2 separate regions of the Sus scrofa genome follow, and region 1 is linked to region 2. Evidence: chromatin contacts called from public HiChIP or PLAC-seq data. All regions are on one chromosome and are shown on one strand. The core of a region is the stretch at or near the end of the contact, and the rest is flanking DNA. Distances in the headings are between cores, read along the strand shown.

Region 1 (6,933 bases), core at 369-2,868, 290 kb before region 2:
CCTGAGGAATCCTCATTTGCATTTTAATGTCCAGATTTCTCTTGTTACTCCTTCCGTTTGTGATTATCTTAGTTCTCTCTCCTATTTTTCCCCATCTTGGTTGTTTTAGGATTGTTATTGAGGCTGGAGGATATTTGTGTTTTTGCAAAATTTGCAGCTGGAATAATGTCTGGACTTGGACTAACGTCATTATGTAGGAAGCTAGTAGTCATGGGTTAGACTCCTGTCCTGAGTTTCATTTTTTTTTTTTTTCATTTTCAGTGTTATTTTTATTTTATTTTTTTGTAATTCCAGATTTTTTAATTATTTTTTTAATGGTTATTTCCCCAATACAGTTTTTTTTCTACTGTACAGCATGGTGACCCAGTTATACGTACATGCACACATTCTTTTTTCTCCTATTATCAGGCTCCATCATAAGTGACTAGACATAGTTCCCAGTGCTACCCAGCAGGATCTCATTGCTAATCCAGTCCAAAGGCAACAGTTTGCATCTATGAACCCCAAACTCCCCAACCACCCCACTCCCTCCCCTCCCCCTTGGCAACCACAAGTCTGTTCTGCGAGTGCATGGTTTTCTCTTCTGTGCAAAGTTTCATTTTAAAGGAAAACTATCCTCAGCTTAAATAGAACATAGATCCACTGTCCCGCCAGCCAAGTTCCTGACAGGAAATGGAAGAGTCCTGAAATGGAATGCTCTTTTATCAAAATAAGTCTTAAATATCATAATCTATTAGAAGAAACTAAGTTTAAGCCAAAGAACCTTTAAAGTAATTCACTGCTAAAGCCTAACATGCTGCTAAGAAGTTTGAATACTAATCAATTAACCCACTAAATAGTATGTTTGTAGCACAGCTCAGGGTTGATCATAGAAAAATAGCCACCTGAGGCTGACAACTCCTCCAGGAGAGAAGTGCCGCATCTCCTAGAATATAGGTCAAAACCTCAAATGCCTCCCAGGGCCAGGAAAGCCAGGACGGGCATGAGGCGGAGGGCGTCAGGAAGCCAACGGTAAACTGGGGGTGCCTTGCGCTGTTCAGAGGGGGCAGCAGTCCCTTAGCTACGTACAGTAGATGACTGCCCCTTAGAAACCCATACTTAGGTCCCAGGTATTGCAATTTTTCAGGACAAGCCCCAAATCCAGGCAGTTATGCAAAAAGTCATGCTTTAAAACACTGGCTCAGCATTTTTAAAAATCACTCAAATGGGCAAAACAAAACACGACGGAGCTGTGAATTTCCAACTTCTGCCAAGAGAATCACCTTGGTTAAAAGAAAGGAAGAAAAGGATACATTTTTCTTTCCTTCTCAAATTCTATCCGGAGCATTTCTGAAGCATGGAAGATTTTAATTCATGCAAATCAGAACACTTTCTTTGCTTCAGTTAACCTAAAAAGAAAAGGCCACTCAGAGGAAACGGCGGACACAAGGTCAAAGTTGACTTCAGAACAGCCTGACACAAGCGTATTCGGACCAACTTTTTTGAGCTGAAGCACCATAAATTTTTCAGAGCTGATATTCCCTTCAGTTCAGAGAAGAAACTGCATTGCATTTGGATTGCTTCACAGAGCCTTTGCGACATTTCCCAGAAAACCCTCCCCCAGCCTCCGCTTCCTATTAGGGGCAAGCTCCTGGGCTCTCCTCGGAAAAGAGGTCATTCCGAAACACTGGGTGTGAGTCACAGGCTAGAAAAGCCCACGAGAAGACCAGCTCGAAGCGACCTACCGAAACTCAGAGAACCGCAGGGGAGATGGGCCGTGACCATACCTAATATTTAACAAGGAGACCTGCACTCGAAGGCATTATTATTTTTCCTTGGCTCCAGAAATACAAGACAGATGCTTTGAGCAATCCTGCTCAGGCTTCACCTCCCACAGGATTTGTGAATACCTTTGCTCTCTGATGAAAAGGATTCTTAAAGCCATTGGCCTACACCAGCCTTGAAGCTGACTCTTTTGAGTTTGAGATGCTGGGCTCTAACCAAAACAAGCCTGAGCGTGCATTCTATCGCTGGAACATCTCTGGTACTGATCAAAGTTAAGGGCAAGAGACAAGATGGACGGGAACCCCTGACCTGGGCCACAGGGGAATAAGACACAGAGGGAGAGATAAGGCTTTCGTAAGACAAGCTGCTCTCCACCAAGGAGGGGAAAAGAAAAGGGATAAGTGAAAAGTTAAATGACCCCAATACCCTCTGAACAAAAGCCATCGCATTAAAAACCCACGGTGTTCATCCCAGAGCCTCCGCCCAAGGCTCGTGTTTGCCAACTACTGTTGAATGTAACACAAGTTTAAGAGGGAAAAAGACACCTGCCAGCCAGTCCCCTGCAGCTTCTGGCAACAGAATGTGACCTACGCTGGGGAAACACCCAGTTTGTCCTTCTGGGTCCTTTATGGTTGAAATTCAGAAATGAGATGACTCTAAAAGTATGCGTCAGTGTCTGACACACTTCGCCTTTGAGCCTTTGAACAATATTTGTCTCTAAAACTTCCTTCTTTCTGGAAAAATTAAACAGCATTTTAAAAAAATGTATCAAAAATATAAAAATGCTAATTCAGGTTGGTTGGTTGGTTTGTCTGGGAAAAAAAAAATAAACCCGAGAGTGGGCTCTCCTAAGACCCTACTATTGGGATCAACCTCCATCTCTTTTAAATTCATCTTGCCGGTGTGGCCACTTTTGATTTGGGCTGCATCCTCCGGAAAGCCACGGGGCATCTCTCACGACCACGCAAAGGGAACGTGGCTGCAAGAGAATACACGCCTCCACTTCAGGGAGACTCATTTCCTTCCCGTCTCCCGTCAGGACCCTCATGGGGAACTGTCACGACCAGAAAGCAGTGACTTTTAACTTCCCTTAGGCTAAATTCAGCGCTCAGACCCTCACAGTGACGGGAAAGGCCCAAGTGACTCTTTCTGATGCCAGTAAGAACTGCACGAGGAGACAGAATTTAACCCGCGGGTGCCATAAACTCAGCTCAGGGCGTCTTCCTCGTCACTGGCCCAGATCTAGCTGCTGCACTGAACACGTCTCTGCTGCAGGGGGTTTCTCTCCTTCCTTACCCTTCTCCAAGCAGGGCACGGGTCATTTCTGGGGATGCCGGAGGCTCCACACAGCAGATACCCCGCCAAGAACAGAAAGGCGCACACAGGAAAACACGCGCATTGGAGCAGACCCTTGAGGACAGGGGAGCAACGGCTCAGAGTCATTCGTGAGAAGAAAAGGATAAAGAAAAACTGACGCGGCATTCGGACTCCTTGGCATTTATCCAAATGAGTCAAAAACTTAGGTCCATGCAAAAACGCCTACATGGATGTTTATAGCAGCTTTATTCAGAATTGCCAAAGATTGGAAGCAATCGAGTTTTTCCCATTCAATAGGTGAACAGGCAAACAAGCTGTGGTCCATCCAGACCATGGAATATTGTTCAGTGCTAAAAAGAAATGCGCTATGGAGCCATGAAAAGGCAGAGGCGCATTAAATCACTAGGTGAACGGAGCCGATCTGAAAAGGCTCTATATCTATTATTCCAACTGCATGACTTTCTGGAAAAGGTAAAACAATGGAGACTAAAAAGACCGGTGGCTGAAGGAGGTTGCGGGTGGAGACCTGAACAGGCAAAGCACAGAGGGCTTTCAGAGCAGTGAGATGCTTCTTCATGAAACTACAACGGCCACATGTCATCCAGGTGTCAAAACGCATAGAATGAACAACACCAAGAGTGAGCCCGAATGTCAGCCACGGACCTCGAGTGATAACGAGCATCAGTGTAGGTTCAAGATCGTAACAAGGCACCACTGTGGTGCTCGAGGCTGGGAGTGGGGGAGGCTGTTCCTGGGGCAGGGGGTGTGGGGCGGGGGTGGGAGGCGGGGGGAGTTGAATGAGGGAATCAGGAGGGCAGAAGAACACTGCCGACGGGGCGTACAAACAGACCTAGAAAACGGAAATCAACCACAGCAAATGCTCAAGAGCAGCAGGAAAGCCTAACAGCTACTCCTCCAGGGACCTGAGACGAACGCCGGCCTCCACTGCCGTGCATGGCAGGGACTGCCCAGTGTAAACGGCAGAAGGTGTTTTTTCAGTGTACTTGCCAACATTTAGGAAGCTCTCAGACACCGGGTGCCAGGGAGAAGGGGTGGAGGAAAGGTGCTAATACGAACCAAACACAATTCGTGTGTGGAGGGGAGCTCAGGGCACCTCCTCGGCAAAGAGGACCTTACGCTCATTAGCACGGGGAGTGGGGGCGGGAGGAAGGGATGTGACCAGGGGCTGAAGAGGCGAAGGCGAGCGGCCGTGCTCCCGGCTGCAGCACCGCCTCCCCGCCGCCCAGACCCGTTTGTGACCCGAGGTCATCCAGCCAGTGAAAGCTCCCTTCTGAGTCAACCTTGGGCAAACGATGTGATTTCAGGAGCAAGGATAAGATCTTTCTACCAACCAAAAATTGTTCCCCGCTTGCTAATGCCAGAAAGTCTGCCCCTTCAGCTCGATGTTATTAGCTCTGTCACCTATTAAAATGGAAATACCGGGAGGTCCCGCCATGGCTCAGCGGTAACAAACCCCGACTCGCATCCATGAGGATGTGGGGTCAATCCCTGGCCTCGCTCAGTGGGTTAAGGATCCGCCCATGAGCTGCGGAGTAGGTGGCAGATGCAGCTTGGATCCCACGTTGTGGCTGTGGTGTAGACCAGCAGCTGCAGCTCCAATCTGGCCCCTCGCCTGGGAACTTCCCTATGCTGCACATGAGGCCCTCAACAGAAACAACCAAACAAACAAACAAACCAAATACCCTCAAGAGAGATTAGACTTTAAGTTTCATAATTCATGTGTAACTTACTGTGAATTTTTTTTTTTTCCCAGATCTAAGAGGATGCCTTTGATAGAAGCAAGGCTACACTAAACTCAAGATCAGTGAACACCAGTGTTTGGGCAGGAGGCTGAGAATGTGATAAAACACTCTGTTAACTATACGCTTTGGCAATTTGATTTTCTTTTTGATTAAAATCAGAGTAGATCATCTGCTATCACCGAATGTCAGCAAAGCAACCGGGACGTTGATTGCATGTTATTTTTACCACTAATATTGTTGTTAATCTTGAAAACTAATACGTGGGGCGCAGATGTTTTGTGTCTGCTTCTCTCAGTGTTTCCTTCCGTGTCCTTCACTGCAGCGCCGCACGGGGCAAGGGCTGCTCTGTGCCCTCCGTGTGTTCTTTTCCTCTGACCCCCTTGAACTGAGCAGGCAAGCACAGGCTTTGGTCCTGAGCCCTACAAAATAGACCTTAATATAACTGAGCCTCCTTCATGTTCACTAGAACTTCTAGAAAGGTCAACAAGACCTAACATGACCTTGAATACATGGCTGCGACCGTGGGATTTTCCCATGAGCATCCTGAATACCACTCCTGCCACGCTAGTCTCCAAGGCCAGCTTAAAGTTCTGGCCAATGCACGTACATAAAGCCCTTCCCTTAGTTCCCTTCGGGATACTGAGGTATTGGGCACTTTTAAGCAAAATGAAAATAAACATGAAGGGGAAATAAAGCATAAAAACAGCCAGATTTATACAGAAGGGGCTCTGGATTCCACCAGTCAGCTACTCCCAGGGCTCTAGGGCCCTGCCAGTCCAGGCTCTTTCCCCATCTAGAACACGCTAGAGCAAAAGGGCCCATACAGCATCACAGCGCACGGCCCGAGCCCTTAACGCTTGTGCCCTGAGAGGGATGACAAACATCTCAGGACCCACCATAAGTGCTTTACGGACCCAAGAGCTTCCAGCGCAGCTGCCTCCCAGCCCCTCCCACTCGTGCCCACGTCCACTCTGAGATTTGCCTCCGCCCTCCTTAAAGAATGACTTCGACGGCAACTGCCTTCCCCTCACACCTCTGCCCCTGCAATCTCCCTCCCGTACTGACGACTCCAGATTAGGCCCAGTGGGTCTTTTACCCATGTGATGGCATCATATTTGTGCAATAAGAAACACACACATGCACGCTTGCTAAGGATGAAGAAGAGTGAGGGAAAATGAGCAGCTGAGTTTCTGCATCGCACTCCCCACTCGACGTGGAAGCCACAGTGTCTAGGGCAGGGTCCGTATGTCTATTTATACCCCCCCATGCCCAGTGCAGTGTCCTCTGTAATCAGGAACCCAACACGTCACTGCTGCAGTAGAGGATGGATGAAAATGAATGGATGAAGGCACTGAATGATTTCCTCAACCACTTAAGATCCAAAGTGAAAGACCAACTCAGTGCTTTGATGAGGCCCCTGAAAAATTCTGATTTTAAGGACGTCACCCATAAAGCCTCCACTGATCAGGCACCAGTATTTCATTCTCTCTGCTGTTCACTTTCCAATGTAAACACCCAACTATGCTAAGACGGAGGGATAATCAAGTCAACGAACAACTGGTTGGTGATGAGATCACCCCAAGGCAGAGAAATACTCTCAAAACTGCACACAGATTCAGTGGGGCAAAATGAACACCCTTCCACACTCAAAGCAAGGAAACTGCCATCTTTAGTAAGAGCTAGTGTTGTTAGGAGTGGACCACGTGCCAGGAGACACGAAGGGCACATCACTTATATCGTTTATTTAATCCTTAGAATAACACCCCAAGTTAGAAATCATCGCCTTCATTTTGTACATTTTATTTTATTTTATTTTAACTTTTTTTGGTCTTTTGTCTTTTTAGGGCTGCACGCACGGCCTATGGAAGTTCCCAGGCTAGGGGTCGAATCAGAGCTGTAGCCCAGCCTCCACCACAGCCACAGCCACGCCAGATCCAAGCCACATCTGCGACCTACACCACAGCTTACGGCAATACTGGATCCTTAACCCACTGATCGAGGCCAGGGATCGAACGTGCGACCTCATGGTTCCTAGTCGGATTTGTTTCCGCTGCGCCACAATGGGAACTCCCACATTTTGCAGATTTTA
Region 2 (6,249 bases), core at 1,656-4,155:
CAACCTCATGGTTCCTAGTCAGATTCGTTAACCACTGAGCCACGACAGGGACTCCTCAGCTATTCCTTCTGCATAAAACCAGAAAACAAGGGAAATGGAAGAGGAGGAGGGACAGAGGAGGAAGCACTGGGAAAGAAGGAGAGGATTCCCAGCTCTAAATGTTTCCAAACAGGTTGTGGACACTCCCTGAAGAGAGCGTCTATGGTAAGAAAAGGCTGGGGACAGCCGAAGCCAACAGTAATGTCACAAATTGGGAAGAATGACTGCTGAGTGGGCAGCCCTCCACCTGGGCTTGCTGGAGTGGCCCCAGGCTGGGGGGAGGGCAGGGGGTCGCAGGAAGCCAGCCAGCCAGCCCCAGAGCCCCTGCCAGGAGCCGGGGGGTGATGCAGTGTGGTGGCGAGAAGACCCTCGGTCACTGGGGAACCGAGAGCTACTTTCCAGGGGAGGTGAGGTCCAAGAGCTGCTCCCGCGTGACAACAGAGTGACAGCATGACAGGCGAGGTGGCCGCATGCTTTGTTGGCCAGAGTCCCCAGACAGCCCCTGAGCCTCCCAAAGCCTCAGACTGGCCGGAGGGAGCAGCAGCAAGTCTCCCCTGCCCGCACGAAGGGCACAAAAGTGGCTGGCAGAGAACTAGAGTGGAGGCTCCTGGCAGACTATGCAAACTGACGGCCAGGGGCAGGCAGAAGACAAATATTAGCAGCAGATGCCACCTTCAAGAGACCAAGGTTGTGAATGTGGAGCTCTCCCCCTCCACCGAGGTCCTCGCGCACAGGTGGCACCCCGTGGAGAAAGGAGAGAACGGGCGAATCCTGAGTTCACCGAGGAAACCTCCCGTTGACTAGGCTAAGCTCAAAACAAATACCAGATAATATGAGGTTCACAAAAAAGATAGCTTTTTTTTTTTAATTTTTAAGGAGTTCCCTGGTGGCCTAACAGTTAAGGATCTGATGTTGTCACTGCTGTGGCTCAGGTGTGACCCCTCACCCAGGAACTTCGGCATGCTGAGGACATGGGCAAAAAAAAAAAAAAAAAAAAAAGATAAGAGTTGTGTTACAAATTACATTTTCTGTTGCCGTACGCCTGAATTTGTGGGCTGTGCAAGGCTAACCCACCACACTCGCTTGAGAGGACTGTCTCCACATGAGGAGGTGACACTGAGAGGGGGACGACCCCACATCCACTTCTCCAACTATCGGATGCTTGTTGTCGTTACTGCAGCTCATGATTTCACTGCCCAGTGGCTTTCAGCCCCACGATTTACGAAACAGAAGGAGCAACACAAGTGTGGCCAAGTTCATTAAGCTTAGTTTTACTGTAAGAAAGGCCATACCAACGCATGACCTCAGAATCCACGTATTTCATTTTCCCACATCTAAGTGATGTAACCAGTGCTCGTAATTCAGTCTTCCCACCTGTAATGCAAGATATTATCCCCAAGTTGATTCACGATTTCCTTTACATAAAAGGACAAACGATTCAACCAAGCATTTTTCCCAGGAGCTATATAGTCTAGACCAGTTTTGCTGCTTGCTTGTCAAATCCAATTTGCCTGCACTGAGTTAAAATAAACTCAATCGACTACCTGTCTTCACCTCGTGCCAGGCACCCCAGAAGGCCATCAATTATTTCTCCTTTAAATTTATACCATTAGGAACAAACCAGTAATTCCCATCACCATAAAAACCTTATCACCATAAAAACTGCAACCACACATCTACAGTATGCTGCGTAATTATTTAATTTAAACTGGACGACTATCCCCATTTTACAGATTGGCACATGGAGTCTAGAAAGGTTAAGTTACAGCAAAGGCACAGAGTAAACGGCCGTGCCTGTATCTTGGATCCAAGGGTCCGACTTCTTTCCACTCTGCCACAACCCCTTGCCAATGGAAACATCTAAGCCTATCTGAAACTTAGTCTTTAAAACATTCTTGTCCAGGAACTCAAGGTCTAGGACTCGCCCGCCTCTCAAACCTGCCCCCGCTGCCGCACACCCTGCCTCTGCGCCGCACCCTCAGCCAACCCGGAGCGCAGTGCCCACGTCCAAGCCGCCACAGCTGCTCCGTCTGCCTGCCCTGCGCCACCGTCCTCCACCCCGGCCCTGACTGCGGAAACCCCGCTTCTGCTCCCGGGAGAGCCAGCGGCCTCCGCGCCAGCTGCGGCGATGCCTTCACCTTGCATTTGGCCTCGCGGCGACCGCCGGGCACCCGAGGCTGGCACTTGTCTGCACGTGCCTCCGTGACCACCACCAGACCATGCCCTCCCCCGGTCAGGGTCTGCAGCCTCGGCCTCCGCACACGCGTCCGTCCAGGCGCCCGGCGAGCGCGTGGGGGCTTCAGCAAATGCCCGTTGAGCTAACGCACGGGTTTTACTTGAAGTCGAGGTCTCTCTTTTACGTGTCCTAGGCTGCGACTGAATCCCATGTAGGTCAACACGGTGAAGTAACGGGCTCCTACGTGATTTTAAGGACGACCGCGAAAAAGGCGTCACTCACCCGAAGCCACTTGTTCCAGAAACCTCGTCGGGGCCTCATCACAGGCTCAGCCCCGGCAACAGCCGGCCCCGCCTCCCTCCCTGCCAATCATCCCCCCCCCGCGCCGGCCCCGCCTCCCTACCTGCCAATCACTCGCCCCCCCCCGCGCCGGCCCCGCCTCCCTCCCTGCCAATCACTCGCCCCCCCCGCGCGCCGGCCCCGCCCCCCTCCCTGCCAATCACTCGGGCCCGCCCCCCCCCGCGCCGGCCCCGCCTCCCTCCCTGCCAATCACTCGCGGCCCCCCCCCCCGCGCCGGCCCCACCTCCCTCCCTGCCAATCACTCGCCCCCCCCGTGCGCCGGCCCCGCCTCCCTCCCTGCCAATCACTCGCTCCCCGCGCCTGCGCAGACACCACCCTCTCGCGCAGCCCCGCCCCAGTCGCCGCCCCGAGGCTGTCGCGGGCGGTTGGGACCGCGGAGCCTTTCCTTCGCCGGCCGCCCGCGATGCCGATCACCTACAGCTGCATCGCACGTGGCCGAGCGGTCCTAGCGGAGCTGGCCCTGACCGGCGGCTCATACCAGGTACCCCTGCGGCGGCACTTCGGCCTTCGCCGGTTCCACCCGCCGCTCGGGCCTCGGCGCTGAGGGGCTGCCCTGAGCGGGCTGTGGGGGCGCGAGGCCCCGCCCCCGAGAGCGGCCTGTCCAGTGAGACGGGGAATCCCTGCCCCGAGCCGCTCCCGCTCCGAACGGCAGAGCCGCCAGTGCGCCGCCCAGCGGTTGGGGCTGGTGCTGCACGCCACCTGCTTGGCGGTCGCTTCCTGTTTAATTCCAGAGACCCTTCAAGATGTTCTCTCCCCCCAGACATGGCCTGCGATTCAACGCACATTTATTGAATACATGTTAGTCGCACAATCCCGGAGTAAAGGTATGAGGGATGCAACAATGAAGAGAAGGCGGCGCCTGGAGTTGTCACTTCAGGAGCACGTTGTCCATTTATACCCAAAGGCTGCATTCAGATGTCTTACTGTGTAAAAAGCATTTCAGTGCAGGTGGATCATGATTGCTACTCTAGCATTCTGGAAAGAAAGGCTGGCTTGCCAGCCACAGAGGAGGTGGTGGTCGGGTGCTTGGCTTAGAAGCATTACAAGTCAGCTGTAGCCTGGCCCGGGGAAGGGGAATGGGCCCTCTATGCAGAGGGAACAGCATGGTGTGCTTGGGGAACCTCAGGAATTCAGTGTGGCTGGAGCAGAGCACAGTATGTAGGTACTAAAGATGAGGTCAGAAAAGTGGACCAAGAATAATTAATGAAGGGTCTTATATGCAGTTTGTTTTCTTATCCTAGAGAAACCAGGGAGCAATTAAAGATTTACAGTAGAAGAACAGCAAAATCTGATCCATCTTCTGGGAGATTTGGTCTAGTTTCAATAGAGAAGGTGGATTGGAGGGAAGAGAACCAGCTAGAAGGATATCGTTGTTGTTTATCTAGGACCTCAGGGCCTGAGCTCAGGCAATGACCTGCAGCAGGAAAGGGGGACAGGGGCAGATCCTGAAGAGACTTTGTAAAATAACCTTCAGGAGTTAATGACTGGTCGAATATGTGGGATAGGGATCAGAGCCATGCCGAGGCTGAGCCTCAACTTTTTTTTTCTTTTTTTTTAATCTTTTCCCCCCCAGCTCTATTGAGATATAATTGACATATAACATTGTGTAAGGTGTACAATGTGAAGATTTGTCAAAATTTTTTTCTTAGGCGACATTAAACATGATAGAAACTACATACAGAGGAGCAGGATTGTGAGGGAAGGAGTCAGAGGAAGTGCAGGGGAGGAGGAGGGGAGTACAGTTTGGGACAGGTTAAATTTTGTTGCCAGTTAGAAATAGCCAGTATATGTATATTTATTCCTCCGTCTTACTTCCAAAACAAGTCATAAAAATGGCCAATAGGTAGCCCTCAGAGGGTCAGAGCTAACAGTTAAAGATGCTTGAGGTAGGCAAGACGGCCCGAGAAGAGTCTGGAGAAGAGCAGCAAAAGGCAGAACACTGCTGGGAATAGCAAAGAGAAGTGGGTCCCCATATGAGAGCCATGAGGTTCTGAAGGCCAAGAGAAGAAAATTACAAGAATGTCTAAGCCCCAGGGAAGTTGAAGAAAACCTACAAGGTGTTCATTGGACTCATCCATTAGGTGACACGAGAGGTAGAGGCAGAAGCCAGATTGCGTTAGGCCGAGCGAATGGGAAATGAGGGAGTAGAGAGCGTGCAATTCTTTCCAGAGTTTAGAAAGAGAATGAGATGGGGTGAAAAGAAGAAGAAGCATAGTCCGGGAAAGGGCTTCGTTTTTTAATACAAGAAAACACGTGCATCGCCTGATGGAGGGGAGAAGAGGCTGAAGACTAAAGGCTCAGGGGTGGAGAAAGACCTGAAGGAGCACAAAGGAAGGGAATCCAGGGTGGCAGTCGAGGTGTGCGCCTTGGGTTAGAGGAATCCAGGGTGGGTGGCAGTCGAGATGCGAGTCTTGGATTAGAGGAAGGCGTCTTTCTCTTGGGGAAAGAGGGGGTGTGGGCATAGACCTGGAACCTGGTCTCTGGGGCTCTCCTCTGTGCCCGGCCCTTAGATGCTGTGTTTCTCAGTGTTCTGTCTTCAGCCCTCTTTTAACTTGACACATTCATTCACACCCACGGACCCCGTTACTTTGATGACTGCCCACTCCCCTTCCAAAGTAGTCTCCCTCTACGGTTAGATTGCCTGATAGATGTTCAAGCATGTAGTGTCCAGCACTAACTTAATTCTTTCCCAGCAGATGCCTCCCCATGTGTGTCTAATCCTGCTGCGTAGTTCTGCCGAGGCATGCAAGCTGGAAACGGGGCACCTCCCATCTTTCCCTCTTCTTCACCCTCACATTTGTCCTTTGCCACCAGGCTCTATCAACTCCCATCTCCTGAGTGTGTCTTGAATCCATCTCCTTGTGTCTGAACCACATCTTCTTCAAGGCCCTCGTTACTTCTCACCAGGATGACTGAGAATGCCTCCCAACTGATCTCCCAGACCTCATCCTTGTCCCTCTCAGAGCCTGCCTCCACCCTGCTGCCCAGGAGTGTTCCTAAAAGCAGATATGCCCAAAGCCACTGGCTGGGACCTGATTACTCTCAGAATAAAGTTCACACTCCTGGAGGTCCCATCATGGCGCAGTGGAAACGAAGCCGACTAGTATCCACGAGGACTTGGGTTCAATCCCTAGCCTCGCTCAGTAGGTTAAGGATCCTGCGTTGCTGTGGCTGTGGCATAGGCCAGTGGCTGCAGCTCCAATTCGACCCCTCGCCTGGGAACCTCCATATGCCGAGGATGCAGCCTTAAAAAGACAAAAAAAAAAAAAAAAGGACTAATTAGTACAACTTATATCTATGCATTTATATGTATATACACAAAGTATATTTATGCGATTTTAATATTTTCCTTCAGATTCACATGAATATTTCATAACTTGCCTCTTACCATGCATTGTGAATAACCACCCATTAGTTCTCCTAGTGAACAGTTGTTCCTTAATAAGCTAAACAGGACATTGGCAAATTTAGGAGATGAATTATGAAAGACACTACCATCTTCTCCAAAGTAAATACGGACGATTTGTTTCTAGGAGGCAGCAGCAACAGTGCTTAAACTGGTGCTTCTTAGAGCAGAACCGAAGACCATGATTCAAATGGGAAGGTAAGATATATCCTAATAAAAATACTTTTTAATAATTACCAGCTGATGATTCCAATAATGATGACAGGGG

Evidence for each region. HiChIP or PLAC-seq counts read pairs in DNA pulled down with a chosen protein or histone mark.
Region 1: an H3K27ac HiChIP or PLAC-seq map of alveolar macrophages shows a contact between it and region 2. The contact joins the enhancer-like site here to the promoter of LOC102163780 in region 2. A contact is called at or near these places in 1 of 5 promoter capture datasets (liver), 4 of 47 Hi-C or Micro-C datasets (brain, embryonic fibroblasts, epiblast stem cells and 1 more) and 1 of 2 datasets of contacts at active chromatin or transcription factors (alveolar macrophages).

What each region holds. Positions count from the first base shown.
Region 1 is chr8:136,184,101-136,191,033 of Sscrofa11.1, reverse strand. It overlaps a transcript of RASGEF1B not described here. Among named protein-coding and RNA genes, the nearest start is that of HNRNPD, 340 kb to the right of the region's middle. Within about 2 kb of position 1,618, at least 6 of the 83 cell types and tissues checked have an H3K27ac peak or open chromatin away from gene starts, as enhancers often do. A contact at or near this core is called in alveolar macrophages, where this site is marked.
Region 2 is chr8:135,892,329-135,898,577 of Sscrofa11.1, reverse strand. LOC102163780 (vesicle-associated membrane protein 714-like) reads left to right here and starts at 2,905. Exons shown (of 6, transcript XR_002346908.1): 1 at 2,905-3,399; 2 at 6,109-6,179. It also overlaps a transcript of RASGEF1B not described here.